2 separate regions of the Rattus norvegicus genome follow, and region 1 is linked to region 2. The links are chromatin contacts, called in public Hi-C maps. All regions are on one chromosome and are shown on one strand. Each heading gives the region's core, a stretch centred on a gene start, on an enhancer-like site or on the middle of the called end of the contact. The rest is flanking DNA. Distances are from core to core; before and after follow the strand shown.

The links. A called contact is a pair of places that touch in the nucleus more often than the background predicts.
Region 1: a Hi-C map of psoas muscle shows a contact between it and region 2, with 17 times the contacts expected there. The contact joins two enhancer-like sites. A contact is called at or near these places in 11 of 12 Hi-C or Micro-C datasets (the A7r5 cell line, the Rat2 cell line, frontal cortex and 6 more) and 1 of 1 datasets of contacts at active chromatin or transcription factors (oligodendrocytes).

What each region holds. Positions count from the first base shown.
Region 1 is chr3:31,472,706-31,479,255 of GRCr8, reverse strand. It overlaps a transcript of Rxra not described here. Among named protein-coding and RNA genes, the nearest start is that of Rxra, 88 kb to the right of the region's middle. Within about 2 kb of position 2,730, at least 6 of the 93 cell types and tissues checked have an H3K27ac peak or open chromatin away from gene starts, as enhancers often do.
Region 2 is chr3:31,263,535-31,269,987 of GRCr8, reverse strand. No RefSeq gene overlaps it. Among named protein-coding and RNA genes, the nearest start is that of Trnaa-agc47, 22 kb to the right of the region's middle. Within about 2 kb of position 3,282, at least 7 of the 93 cell types and tissues checked have an H3K27ac peak or open chromatin away from gene starts, as enhancers often do.

The sequences.
Region 1 (6,550 bases), core at 1,481-3,980, 210 kb before region 2:
CCAGATCTTTGTTTATTTATTCAATCATTTGTTTACATGAGCACAGCCTCACGGATTTCAAACATCTAGCTACAATCCAATTACTGCGTTATTCTGGCACCGCCCCCTTGACCTCGCTGGTTCATCGACCCCTGCTGCCAAGCCCCAGGCAGCGGTCTTGCCTTTCAGAAAGGCTCTGTTCCTACGACACAGGCTAGCCATGTTGTCCCTCCACCTGCACCCTGGGAGCCACTGACCTCCTGTGTGCAGTATGTTGTCTCATGATGCTGGAAGGCTCTGAGGTGCCAACAAGTGCCCATGGACCCTGGATAGCCCAGAGTAACTTTGCTGGCTTTCACCAACTCTGCCCTCCTCTCAACAGAGCCCCAAGCACACTCAAAGAAGGGGGTCTCCTTGATCTTCCCATCCTGTGAAGCACTTAGGATGTTTGCATGTGTGCCCAGAGTGCCCCCTAACCCCACACATTTATTGCTAAGCAGCATGGCATGGTACAGGGACAGAGGGATGGTCATCAAAGCGGGGGCATCTTGGGTCACTTCTAGCTTGGAGTTATTGGGGGAAAGGTGTTATCAGTGTCCTCTGGCAAGGTTTGGGGTAGATGTAAGTTTTCAAACTGTAGGGTGCATCCCATGGATGGTGACTGGTGGGCCATCTTCAGCCTTTCGAAACCTGTTTGCCAATGGCTGCCCTCAGGCCTGCATCTAGTGGGACTATTGGAAGCCTCTGTCGGCAGCAGCCTCTCCTCTCTCTGAATCCTCAAGTGCATCTTGGGAATCTAGAGTATCACGCGCGCACGCGCGCATGCGCACACACACACACACACACACACACACACACACACACACACACACACACACACACACACCAGGCTGCAGCAACAGGAAGGTGGCTCCTGCAGCTGTGTTCCTTGCCCAACCCGAGGCCTCCCACCCATCTCCCTCCATCTCCCTTTGACTCTAAGCAGACCCAGCCTAGGGCTGCAGGCCCTCAGTGTGTAGCTCCGTCCCCACAGCTCTGAGGTCCTTGCAGCAGGCCTGGGCCTGCTCTCATCCAGAGCATTGGCCTGGGAGCAGAGGCCTACCAGCTGACCCAGAGTAGTGACCCTTTCCCCTGGACAATCTCTAGCTCGAGCTCTTGGCTAACTCCCCTTGGGAGGTCGTTGCCCTACTCTTCGGCAAGGGATCTTTGTGTGTTGCCCTCCTGAGCCCACAGGACACAGTAACTGTGGCAGCTCTGACAGCACCCACAGGTGGGAGTCCGAAGCTGGGAAATAACATTGTCTGTTCCATGAGCTGGACTTGAGCCCCAGGCCTAGCTTCCTGACCCTCACACCAGGGCATGGGGTACCACTGCCCCTAGACAAGCTGGCCCACACACTGACAGCTGCTGACGGCAGGAAGATAGACGGAAGGTGATGCCCAGCAGCTGCTGCAGAGGACAGAGCTCCCTCATCTTTCAGGACCTAGGACGTTGGAGCTGGTTTCTCAGTGTGGGTCTCACAGCGTCAGTCACACCACTTGATGGTGACAGGGCCAGGAGGAAAGCAACCTAGAGTCTTAGGGATTCTGGCCTATGACGCCTTCCCATCCTGGAAGGACAGGTAAGGCCCCCTCAGGATGAGACCTACGCCTAGGAAACGTCCGGAAGGCCAATAGATGGGTAGATGGAAAGACGGATGGACAGATGTGCGGATGGTTGAGTGAACATTTGGAAGAGTAGAAGAATGATGGGTGAGCGGTTAGATAAACAGAAAGGTGGGTGGGGTGGCAGGAAGACTGCATAAAGTAGATGAAAGAAGGAAGAGGAAAGGAGACCGAAAGGGAAGGGGGAATGAAAGATAAAAGGAGGGACAGAAGGGAGGGAGAGGGGAGGCCAACAAGGGGAGGGAGAGGGGAGGGGAACAAGGGGAGAGATAGAAATAGAGGAAGAAGGGATGGAGGGAGGGAAGGAAGGAAAAGGGGAATGGAAGATAATAGGAGAGAAGGGAAGGAGAGGGAAGGAGAGGGAAGGAGAGGGAAGGGGGAGGAAGAGGAGGGAGGAGAAGAGAGGGAGGGGAAGAGAGGGAGGAGGAGCTATCGAGTTTCCTCACAGTCCCAAGCTTTTCCCTACTTGACCTTAGGCAGCTCTGACCTGTCCTTGGATCTCCAAGACTCACTGTTCCCTTTGAGGGTGCCATGGTGCCTGTCATCCTGACCCTTCTTCAGTAGGCAAGGGAAGTGGTGCCTTTTCCTGGGACCTGGGACCTGGGCCCTCAAGCCCCAGTCTTCTCCAAAGTGGCTCTCAAGGCTGCTATCTGAATTCAAGCTGCCCTACCTCAGGACCTGCGTTAGAGCCTCTCCACAGCAGTGGAAGAACAAGTGGCCCCTGAAGACCATCTCCCAAGTGATTAGGACTCTGGTTACCAGGGCCCTGGGTGTGGGGATCCTGTCCTTATCAGAGATGGGGAAACAGACCCGAGGTTTGCCCCTGCTGCCAATCAAGCACTGGTGCTATGAGTCTAGCCTTGCACATCCTCCAGGTTCCTAGATGTTACAACCCTGCATTTGTCAGCATGGTGATCTGTGCCTTAGGACTGGCCAGCACCCAGAGTATTTTAATCATGGGGTTAATACAGTTTAATACAGTACATTGCAGGGCACAGGTCTTAGAAGGGACCAGAAGGTTCTGGAGGGAATCGGCCTTGTCCAAGTATCTCCAGCAGGGGGCAGTGCCGCCTCACATTTGGGAACGATTATGCTGAGGTCAATCCTGGGCCACACAGGAGATCCTCTACAGCCTTCTAATCCATACTGGCACAGTCCTCCAGGCAGCTTCTTTGCCCCCAGGGCTCTGGAAGGACTAGTAAGCTGGGCCTTCATTTTGGACCCCCTCAGAACTTCTCCTGGCATTTCTCTGGACCTCTGCATCAGCTGACCATCCGCTTCTTGGAGTCAGCCAGAATGCACTCCCTTCTGTGAACCCCTTCCCTCCCTTGATGCTCTGACCCCTACCTGCCCACGATCCTGACACACATTATTAGCACTTGCATGGGACTGCTGCCCTCAGACCTGGAGACAGGGCTAGGCCCCATTTGCTCCAAAATGCGCCCACTACCACCACCACCACACAGTCCTTTTACCACTACTGCTTGCTGATGGGCAGGCCCCTTGGCTCCTGGTACTGGGCATAAGACCAGAGAAAGAAAATGGGGGCTTGGTGATATTCCAGGCAACACCAAGTGTCCCCAGACCTGAGGCCCTACCCCCACACTGGCCTCTCAGGTTACACAGGCCTAGAGGCTGCCTCAGCCTGCTGCTGCCTGATTCTGCTGCTGATAAACTTATCAAGCCCAGCATCTCTGGTCCAGAGGGACTGCCCTGAGCAGGCATTGCCATGACAACCAGAGGCAGCAAGGAGGCCTTAGACCAGGTTGCCAAGTGATGCCGGCAGGCAGCCTGGGTCTGCTCAGTTGGTGAAGAATTCTGTAGTACTGTGTCCCTGGAGGTGGTTGGTCCCGTGCACCACCCCAGGGAGACGTGAGCCAGGGCCAGCCTTGCCCCACCCGGATTTGCCTGCCTCAGTCCCTTCTTATCCCATTACCTGTGGGCCACTTAAAGCCAGCACCAAGGACCCTGAGAACTGTCCTTCGTGCGGTTGTTTTCCAGCTGGACGTCACCTTGCTCTCTGCCCTGACCTGAATCCTCTCATGGGCTCTCTTGTCCTTTCAGACTTCTGTAGAAAGGCTGGGGCCAACAGAGGATCAACCTAACTTCTAATGTACAGAGTGGATACAGAAGCCTAGACAAGTCACCACTCCTCAGAGGTGACCCTCGGGCACAAAAACCGTAACCACAGAGGACCAGAGTGGACTGGTAGAAGGGCTGGACCCACCCAGAGGCACCAGGTACGCAGCTGAGCGATTCAGACCCTCCAGGTTCCCTACCTCTGAACAGCCAAAGGCCTATATTGAATCTGGGGAATGGCACTGGCCCTAGCTGGCTCAGGAGAAACTCCTCTTAGTGAAGCAGACACCGCATCTTGGAAAGTCTCAATAACGAGGGGCCTGGGGAAGGCTATTTCAGGAACACCAGTTTTTCGTTTTAGGGTTTGTGTGTGTGTGTGTGTGTGTGTGTGTGTGTGTGTGTGTGTGTGTGTGTGTGTGTGTGTGTGTGTCAGTATTAAGGTTCTATGTCCCAACGGGCGCCTCTGAAGCCAAGAGGGGAATGCACTGGGTCTTGCAGTTACATGTATGGAAGTGCACATTAGGGCGCTCCTAGGCAGGGATCTCCAGAAGCCTGGCTCTGCAGGCTGCTGGCCACAGCTACAAACAGTTGTTCAACATCACAAGGCCTCTCAGGTCCCGCTGCTCCCAGCCTCAGACTGGTACCCAGTGTCTCCCAGGAGTGAACCCATCAGCGGAGAGGGGCAGGAGATGACAGGGCAGTGTCACCCAACTTGAGGTTAGATGCAGCCCAATCTGCAGACAGCACAGAGACAAAGGGCATTTATCATGGGAGATGGCACAGATGGGGCATTGTTAACCTGTAATTAATCGGGTGGTTAAATGACATCACGTAGCTGGGCCCCTCCGTGTGAACCTCCTGCCCATTCTAGCAAGCAGAGAAGTAGAAGGTGGGTGCGGGAAAGCCGGGGCCGGGCAGGTAGCAACACATGGATTGGGGAATGGCTTTGTACGCGTCTCAAAGAGGCCCCAGGGGAGAGCATCATAGCAGAGCAGGCATGGAAAAGACCCTCCCCGGAGGAAGCAGGGGACGGGCCGGAGCTGACCACAGGACCTCCCACTCCCACTGCCCCATAAGTCTGCAACTCCCCCAAACAGGACTCCCCAACACAGGACAGATGAGAACCGAATGGAGATATATTTTGAAACGCTCATATTTCTCTCTCCTCTCACGTCTTTGTTTCTTTTCTACAATCCTGAGACTGCTGTTCATCAACCCCCGGCGTCTGCACCACAATGTCCCAGAGAGCAGTTACGCGGGGAAGTCAGTTCACAGTCAGACGAGCTGCAGCAAGGCCGGCAGGCAGGCACCGAGGGCAGAGCGAGGTTGTTCAAATCACCAAGAAGGGGAAGGAAACCCTGCCCGGTGGCCCTCCCTCCCACCAAAGGAAGTGTCTGTCTGTGCTGTTCTCAGGAGCCTTCAGCCTCCTGGTGAGGGCCTCCTCTGCCGCCTGGGCGTCAGGGTGTCCCAACGCTTCTTGACACTCAAAGCAGAAACAAAACAGGTCCCCCGCCACGCTATCCAGTTTACATGAGGGATAAAATTACATTTGTACAAAAATAGATTCATTTACCCTTCCCGGTGCGTTAAACATCCTCTATCTTTCCTCCCTGCGGACGCCGCATCCTCCCCACGGTGGCCGCACAGCCCAGCTAAGGCATGGCTAGACATCAGGGCACTCCAGCCCGAAGCATCTGAAAATAGATGCAGCCCCTGCCTCCAGAGTCACCAGAGCCCGACTCCCGACAGAGGGGGACCTCGGGTCCTTGCTCACAAGAAGCAAATGTACAGGAAAAAGGGAAAGTCTTGATTAAAAGGAACACAAACATCAGTAACTGGGCCGAATCTCCCGTCGCCTCTGCAGTCTCCACAGCCCGTGCTCACGCCACACACCTGTGTGCACGGGGACCAGGTCACATGCCCCAGTTCTACGATGGGGATGGCAATGACTAGCCATTGGCTGCCTGCTTTGGCCAGGTATCCTGGGATGCCAGGGGAGGGGACTTGGGTGTCTCTTGGCGCTGTCACCAAGTCGCCCAGTATCCCTGGGGATGCTGCAGTTTGGAAAACTGAGGGTGTGGGGCCAAATTCCCCCAGTGACTGTGGTATCGGGGGTGACAATGGGCCAGCAGCTGCCACAGGCCCTGCCGGCCATCTTCGCTTCTCAGCCACGGGAGCCCCAACTGAACCTCCGAGCAGGGTGGTCACCCAGATGAGGGATATGGCCCAGGAGCTGCAGGGTGAAGTCACGTGACCATCGGTGGCAGCTGTCATCCAACCAGGCTGAGGTGGGGATGGGCGCAGGGTGGCTAATGAGCTGATGCTAGTGCTATCTTTAGAAAATTAAAGATTGCTCCACCATAATAACAACAATAATAATGACAATCACCTTAATTGAGCCAGATTGGTAACAGGACTGAAGGTCTGGTTAAACGAAGCCCCAATTTTCTCCTTAGTGACACCATGCCCACACCACCACTGCAAACAAACAGCACTGCACCTGATGACAGTGGCAATGAGGCTAAAGGAGCAGGAAGCTCACCAGGGAATCTATAGTGACGAGCAGTGGTGGGTAAGGCTATGTGGGCTAGTGGGGCTTGCGGCCAAGGCCCCAGTGCCTGACAGCCAGCCAAGCCCAGACGTGGCTCAGCCCCAGAACTTTCTCTGCTGGAGCCAGAGGATGCTCAGTGGCTCAGAAACAGGGCACAGTGTAGAACAGGGCTGACACGAACAGTGGGAGAGGAGGTCTGCAGAAGGCACGGTCCTGGGTGTGGACTGGGGAATCGGCTCCTCTGCCTAGTGCTACCAGCCCCAAAGGCTACAGATTT
Region 2 (6,453 bases), core at 2,033-4,532:
TAGACTTCCCCTGGACTGAGAGAGGCTGCCCTCAGCATGAATCTCCTGCATTTCCCACACAGGGTCTGGTCACAGAGGAGAACCAACCTTGGGTCCTGACTTGGGAAGCCGCCACTTCACCTGGAAGGCCAGACCTATAGGAAGGGACATAGAATTATAGCCACACCGCTGACTGCACCCCACTTCATGGAGGACATATGTGAAGATGGAGGTGAAGAGAGTAGTGGACTGAATGTTGCCTCCCTCAAAGACATTTCCCTTGGAACTTACAACTGCCCTTGTTTGGAAAACGATACTTTGCAAATGTGAATGGGGATCAGTAGATTAAAGGCCTTAAATCAAATGACAAGTGCCATTATAGGAGTTCTGTGTGAACACACAGGGAATCAAGAAACCTTAAGAGAAGGAAAAAGAAATTTAATAATACATTCTCAATCCTAGGAGTATCTGGGAGACAGGAGGAACCACCCCTCTAAGAGCCTTGGGAAGGGTCAGCACCAGTCCCCCACTCCATGTCCCCCATGCCTTGATATTGACCTCCAGAACAGGCAGCTTTGTTTTGAACAGCCCAGTTTCAGTTCATGGAACTTCAGTGATGCAGTATCAGGCTGCACAGAAACCTTTATTTGCTCCAAGTAAAACAGGGACCCAGCCTGGATGTGGTGTCCTGAACCTTGGCCTGGGCCCACAGTTCCAGACAGGAAAGCTTAGATGGACAGAGTCAGGACCATTTTGTCTTCACTTCTAGTTTCCGAGCACCCCAGTGTTCATCTGTGGCCGGTGACTGTAGGTATCCTAGAACCCCGTGCAGCCTGTAGCGCATACAGTCAGTCTGGCTGACTCTTCCCCTGTGGTTCAGTGAGTGTGGTGCTGGAAGGGAGCAGACATAAAGACAGGCCCCAGTTCAACAGAAACAGCAGAGGCTACCAGGGACCACAGGACAAAGTCAGAGTCACCAAGTCAGGACCGGGGTACTCAGGAGAACCCAAAAGGACCAGGCTAGCTGGCTGAGGGTCTCTCTTGAAGAGCTTCAGTAGAGTACTGTGTGTTCTTCTAGATCAGGAGTTCTTCTCAACCTGAGGGTTAGGACCCCTCTGAGAGTCAAACGACCATTTTACGGGATCTTAGAGTCACCCGAGATCATCAGAAAACACAGATATTTACATAATGATTTACAACAGTAGCAATATTACAGTTACAAAGTAGCAATGGACATAATTTTATGGTTGGGGTCCCCACAACATGAAAAACTGTTGTAAAGGGTCACAGCATTAAAAGGTTGAGAACCACTGCTCTAGATGGATGATAGAAATTTGGTCCCTGCCCTGGCTTTCAGTCGTCCACCTCTCCAGCACAGCTAGGCTTCCAGAGCCAGGAGAAAATTGTCTCCATGTCTGTCCCAGCCAATAGCCACTGATTCCACAAAAACGACTGAATGAGAGAAACAGAGCAAGCGCCCTCATCTAGGCTGCCTCTGGGTTCTGCAAACAGCACAGCACCAGGGTAGACCAAGAAGGTTCTGTAACAACCTGGAAAGCAGATGACTTTATCTGAGTCATGCCTGGTCTCAAGGGCCTGGGACCCTGTCCCTCCCTCCTTCGGGCCCTTAGGACTCTCCCAGGGAGCTGGTAGTGGGTTATTTATATATTGGAGGAAGAGCAGCCCCAGCTTGGACCATGCAGAACTTCCGGTCCTTCAGCCAAGGGGCCAGAGCAGGATGGGAGCACTCCAGAGGCGGCTGGGTCAGGCACGAAAGGTCTTTGGACCAACGCCGACCCTGGGAATACTGTGTCCCCTCATTTGCCTGCACGTCCGGGGGTCAGTTGTTGTTTTATTAATAGAGGGCCCCAAGGAGAAGGCTCACCCCACTGGATAGTCATTCACCTCCCCACAAAAGCAGGAAACCATCCAAGGCCTGCTAAACTAGAAGCACAAGGGCATCCCCCAGAGGGAGTCAGCCTTGGTCACTTGTGGGGGCATCTCCCAGAGAGAGCTTGGCCTCAGTCATTCTCTGCCGTGAGAAATAAGAAGCTAATTGCCAGAACTCGGGCTCCAGCAGACGGCAGCTACTTTAAAACTGACACCAGTCTCATTGAGACACAGAAAAATCAACCCAGAGTCTAAGCAGTAGCCTGTCTGCGAAGTGCTGGTACAGTCAGAGGTGTCCACAGACAAGGTCCTGTTAAGCCACCTGAGCCAGTCGTACATACCACAAACCTCTAGCCCAGCCCTTTGTCCCCTGTGGGGACTCGGCTGAGCCTTCAAAGCCACTGACTGGTTGGTTGTATCTTTCCCAGGCCATTCACAAAAACAGATGATCAGGTTTACAGAAATACAAACTATGTCCCTCAGAGAATCTGGTGACTGGCTTGGGCTCTTCACCCATGCTTCCATTTGTCTCCTGGGTGGTAGGAAAAAATTGTTATTTTCCTTGTTGCTATTTAACAAAACACCTGACAAAAGGAACTCAAAGAAGGGAGGGGGAGAGGGGTTCACATCACCAGAGTGGGGAAGATGTGGCTACAGGGGCCTGAGGAAACTAGTCATGTGGCATCCATGCTGAGGAAGCAGAGACAGATGAATGCTGGTACTCAGCCCACTTTCTTCTTATTCAGAATAAAACCCCAGCCCATGAAATGGTACTGGCCAGTTTCGGGGGTAGGGGTTTTCCTACCTGGAGAAGCACAATCTAGAAAATTCCTTGAGGACATGTCTAGAGGTTTGTCTCATAAGTGACACTGGATCCTGTCAACCTGACAGTCAACATTAATCATCACACATGGGAATTGCATATATGCACAGTACATATGCAATGGGCAGAAGCTGGTCCACCACAGCACTTACTGGAGACCCAAAACATAACTACACACCAAGTCACAAGCCCAGGGTATTCCCTAGCATCCCAGAGTCCTTTGGGGCTGTAGACCCCAGTTCAGTTTGTGCTTGTCAGCCAAGGTGCTAGAACAAAATCAGAACACCCCAAGAGTGGCCGGTGTCATCACCCCAGCACCCTGTGAGCATTCCAAGTTTTAGTTTCTCCATCTGGAAATAGGGCAGTCATAGCTGGGCCTCCCGAGCCTGCCCCAGAACCAAGTCCACATTATATACTTCTCTGATCAGTCCCTTTGGGAAGAAAGAAACAAACCCCAGTCTGAGTGGGCAACGTGTCCAAGCCAAAGAGAAGTGGAAGTTAACAAAAGCAGCCCTGCCCAAGGTCTGAGGCTCCAAGGTGGGGAGCGAAAACTTTTTTGGCTTTTCCAGAGCCCCTGCACCCTGAGTGGTGCAAGCCCGCCTCCGCGTGGAGAATGGTGGAACTTCCTCCAGATCAAGAGCAGAAACTGCATCTGAGATCTGGGAAATCCAGACTCCCAAAAGTGCAAGCTGGAAGAGGCTGAAAGAGCTTCCTCACCTGAATGGCCTTGCCTCCAATGCACCATTAAACATGTGGCATAACTGCAGAGGAATCAAACTGGATAGGCTGGATTTGCTGGCTTATGATAATGCTAAGCAGATTTTGGTAGAGCAGGGAGAGAAGCTCAGTTCAGCTGGTTGGCAAAGACATGGCCCACGGGGTGAGTGGCACAAAGTTGAAGCCTCGAACTGTGTGGGGTCACAGAGGAAAGTGTGACCCCTCAAAGAGACTGGAATGTTACACTAAATTTGTTCCAGGATGTCTCTCATCTGTGCGGCATGGTCCAGAAGACACTGCTCTTAGCATGACTGTGGGAAGTCATTTTTCCAGGGGTTCCCCAACATCAGTGAGGAGCACTGTGGTCTCCCCACATATGTCAAGATGGGCATAAGGTCAATAACAATATAACATGGGACCTATCAGCAGAGGAATCTCCGTGTTCCAGGCCAGCCTGGTCCAGGATGACCAGGGCTATACAAAGAAGCCCCATCTCAGAAAACAAAAGCAAAGAAACAAACAAACAAACACCACATACAGGGGTTTGGTGACCATAAGGACGCCAGACTCAAAGAGTCGTAAAATGAGCTGACTCTGGGAGAATTTAGGGTGCTGACTAGCTGACAGTGTCCTCAGAGACAGATGGGCAGTCTACATTGTTAATTGATTTTATGAATGAAAGCTTTGAACTTAATGAACAGAGTCTAACTTTAACTGTTAAAGTAGTTTCCCTTTCCAACTAGTTGAACCAATCTCTAAACCCATAGGTCTGGCCTTATCTAATGTCTTAAATACTTTTTTTTATAAAGATTTATTTTATTTATATGAGTAAGTACACTGTTGCTGTCTTCAGACACACCAGATCCCACTACAGATGGTTGTGAGCCACCATGTGGTTGCTGGGAATTGAACTCAGGACCTTTGGAAGAGCAGTCAGTGCTCTCAACCGCTGAGCCATCTCCCCAGCCCCTATTATTTTTTTTGTTTGTTTGTTTGTTTCTTTGTGTAGCCCTGGTTGCCCTGAAACTCACGCTGTAGTCCAGGCTGGCCTTGAACTCAGAGATCTGCCTGCCTCTGCCTCCCAAGTGATGGGATTAAAGGTGTGCACCACCACTCACACCTTTTTTTTTTTTTAATCTCCTTTTAAAATGTTTTTCACAAGCTGGAGAGACCGAGCACTGCTCTTCCAGGGGAGCTGTGTTCAATTCCTAGCAACCACATAGTAACTCATAACCATTTGTATGGAATCTGATTCCCTCTTCTAGTGTGCATGAAAGCAAAACATTCACATACATAAAATAAATTTTAAAATATTTAAAGACCAAAAAAACAATTTTTTACAGCAGGCAGTCGCGACACATACCTTTGATCCCAGCACTTGGGAGACAGAGGCAGGTAGAGCCTTGAGATCTCTGTAGACCAGCCTGGTCTGCAGAGCAAGTTCCAGGACAGCCAGAACTACCCAGAGAAACTCTGTCTCTAAGTAATAAATAAATATTACATTTATTTGTAGGGGTGGGGCATACACTGTGACGTGCATTCATGTGGAAGTCAGATGACAACCTGTGAGAGTCAGTTCTCTCGTCACAAGATGCTGGGCCTGGGGATCCAGCTCAGGCCATTGAGTTCAGAGGTGACAATCTTTACCCACTGAGCCATCTTGTTGGATGTGACGGTTTGAATGAAATGACCCCTGTAGGCTCAAAGGTGAATGCAAAAGAAATAAAAAAGGAGAGGACATGACTGCTTCTAGGTACGGAGGAAGAGAAGGTTTGCCTTAGGCAAAAGGGAAGCAGGAACATCTGAGAGTCCAGAGTGGACTTTGACTGTACTGTCAATCCTGAGGTTGTGCTATTTACTGGGGGGAGGGGGGAGGACTATTTCTAGTTGTGGTGTGACTCAGCCCTAGCATACATCTCTAATTCCTCTAGCTAGAACACAGACATGCCCTTAGTACTCACCTTTAATCCTAAACTATGAAGGTAAAGTTAGTTTGTAGAAGGAAGCAGCCATGTTTGAAAGTGATGTCTAATTGAGTGGCAGACAAAGTGACGAACCAAAGAAAGATTTGACCGAATAGGATACTGGCAGCTCTCATGAGAAGAGAGAAAAAAAGGAAGCTACTTAAGGGGCAGTGAGAGAGGAGGGGGCAGTTTTACTGGGAGAGTTTTACAGACTCTTTACAAGTGAAGAGAGAACAAGCCCGAGAATGAAGGGCCAGAGATTAGAACAGATTGCCAGAGTTAGTTTGAGGCCAAGCAGAGCAAAAAGTTGGAGGCTAAGAGTAAGAAGCCAGATTGAATCAGTCAGCTTGAAGAGGAGTTTGAGGCAGAACAGCTGAGTTGAACCAGCCAGCCAGAGTTCAGAGGAAAGAAGAAAGGGTTAGGCTATTCTGCAGCAAGTCTCAGAGGCTAAAAACATTCTAGACTTCCATTAGATTGTAAAGAAGCTAGAAGCTTCCAAGACCAGGCCAAGGTTAGCAGACTGAAGCAGTAAGCCTCAGAGACAATAAAGTACAGAAAACCAAAGATACTTTTACAGAATGTGACTAGTCTGAGCTGGACCAAGGGGGCAGAGGAGGGGGGAGAAGGGAGAGCAGGGGAACCAGGCACAACCTCCACGAGTGCAAAAGTACAAAAAGGGCAGGTAACCAAAATGGCTGGGTTATATAGGAAAAAACAGTCCAGTCCTTTGGGCTGGAGAGTTTGGAGTAGGGGGAGTGGGGCATACCAGAAAGGAGGACCCTGCAACAGGTAGGGAGGGATACTGGAAAAACCTGATAGCCAGGTTAACTCTGATAGGTTAGAAAAGCATCTCGGCCATTTGTTCCAGGGTTTGAGACTTAACAATGGAAGTGGCACGATTTGAAAAGATTAGAAGGTGTGGCTTCGTTGGAGGAACTGTGTCACTGGTTGTGGGAACTTTTAAGTTTCAAAAGCCCAAGCCAGACCCTGTAGCTTTCTGCTGTCTCCATATCCGGACACACAACTCTCAACTTCTCCAGCACTGTGTCTGCCTGCTTCCATGCTCCCCACCATGGTAAT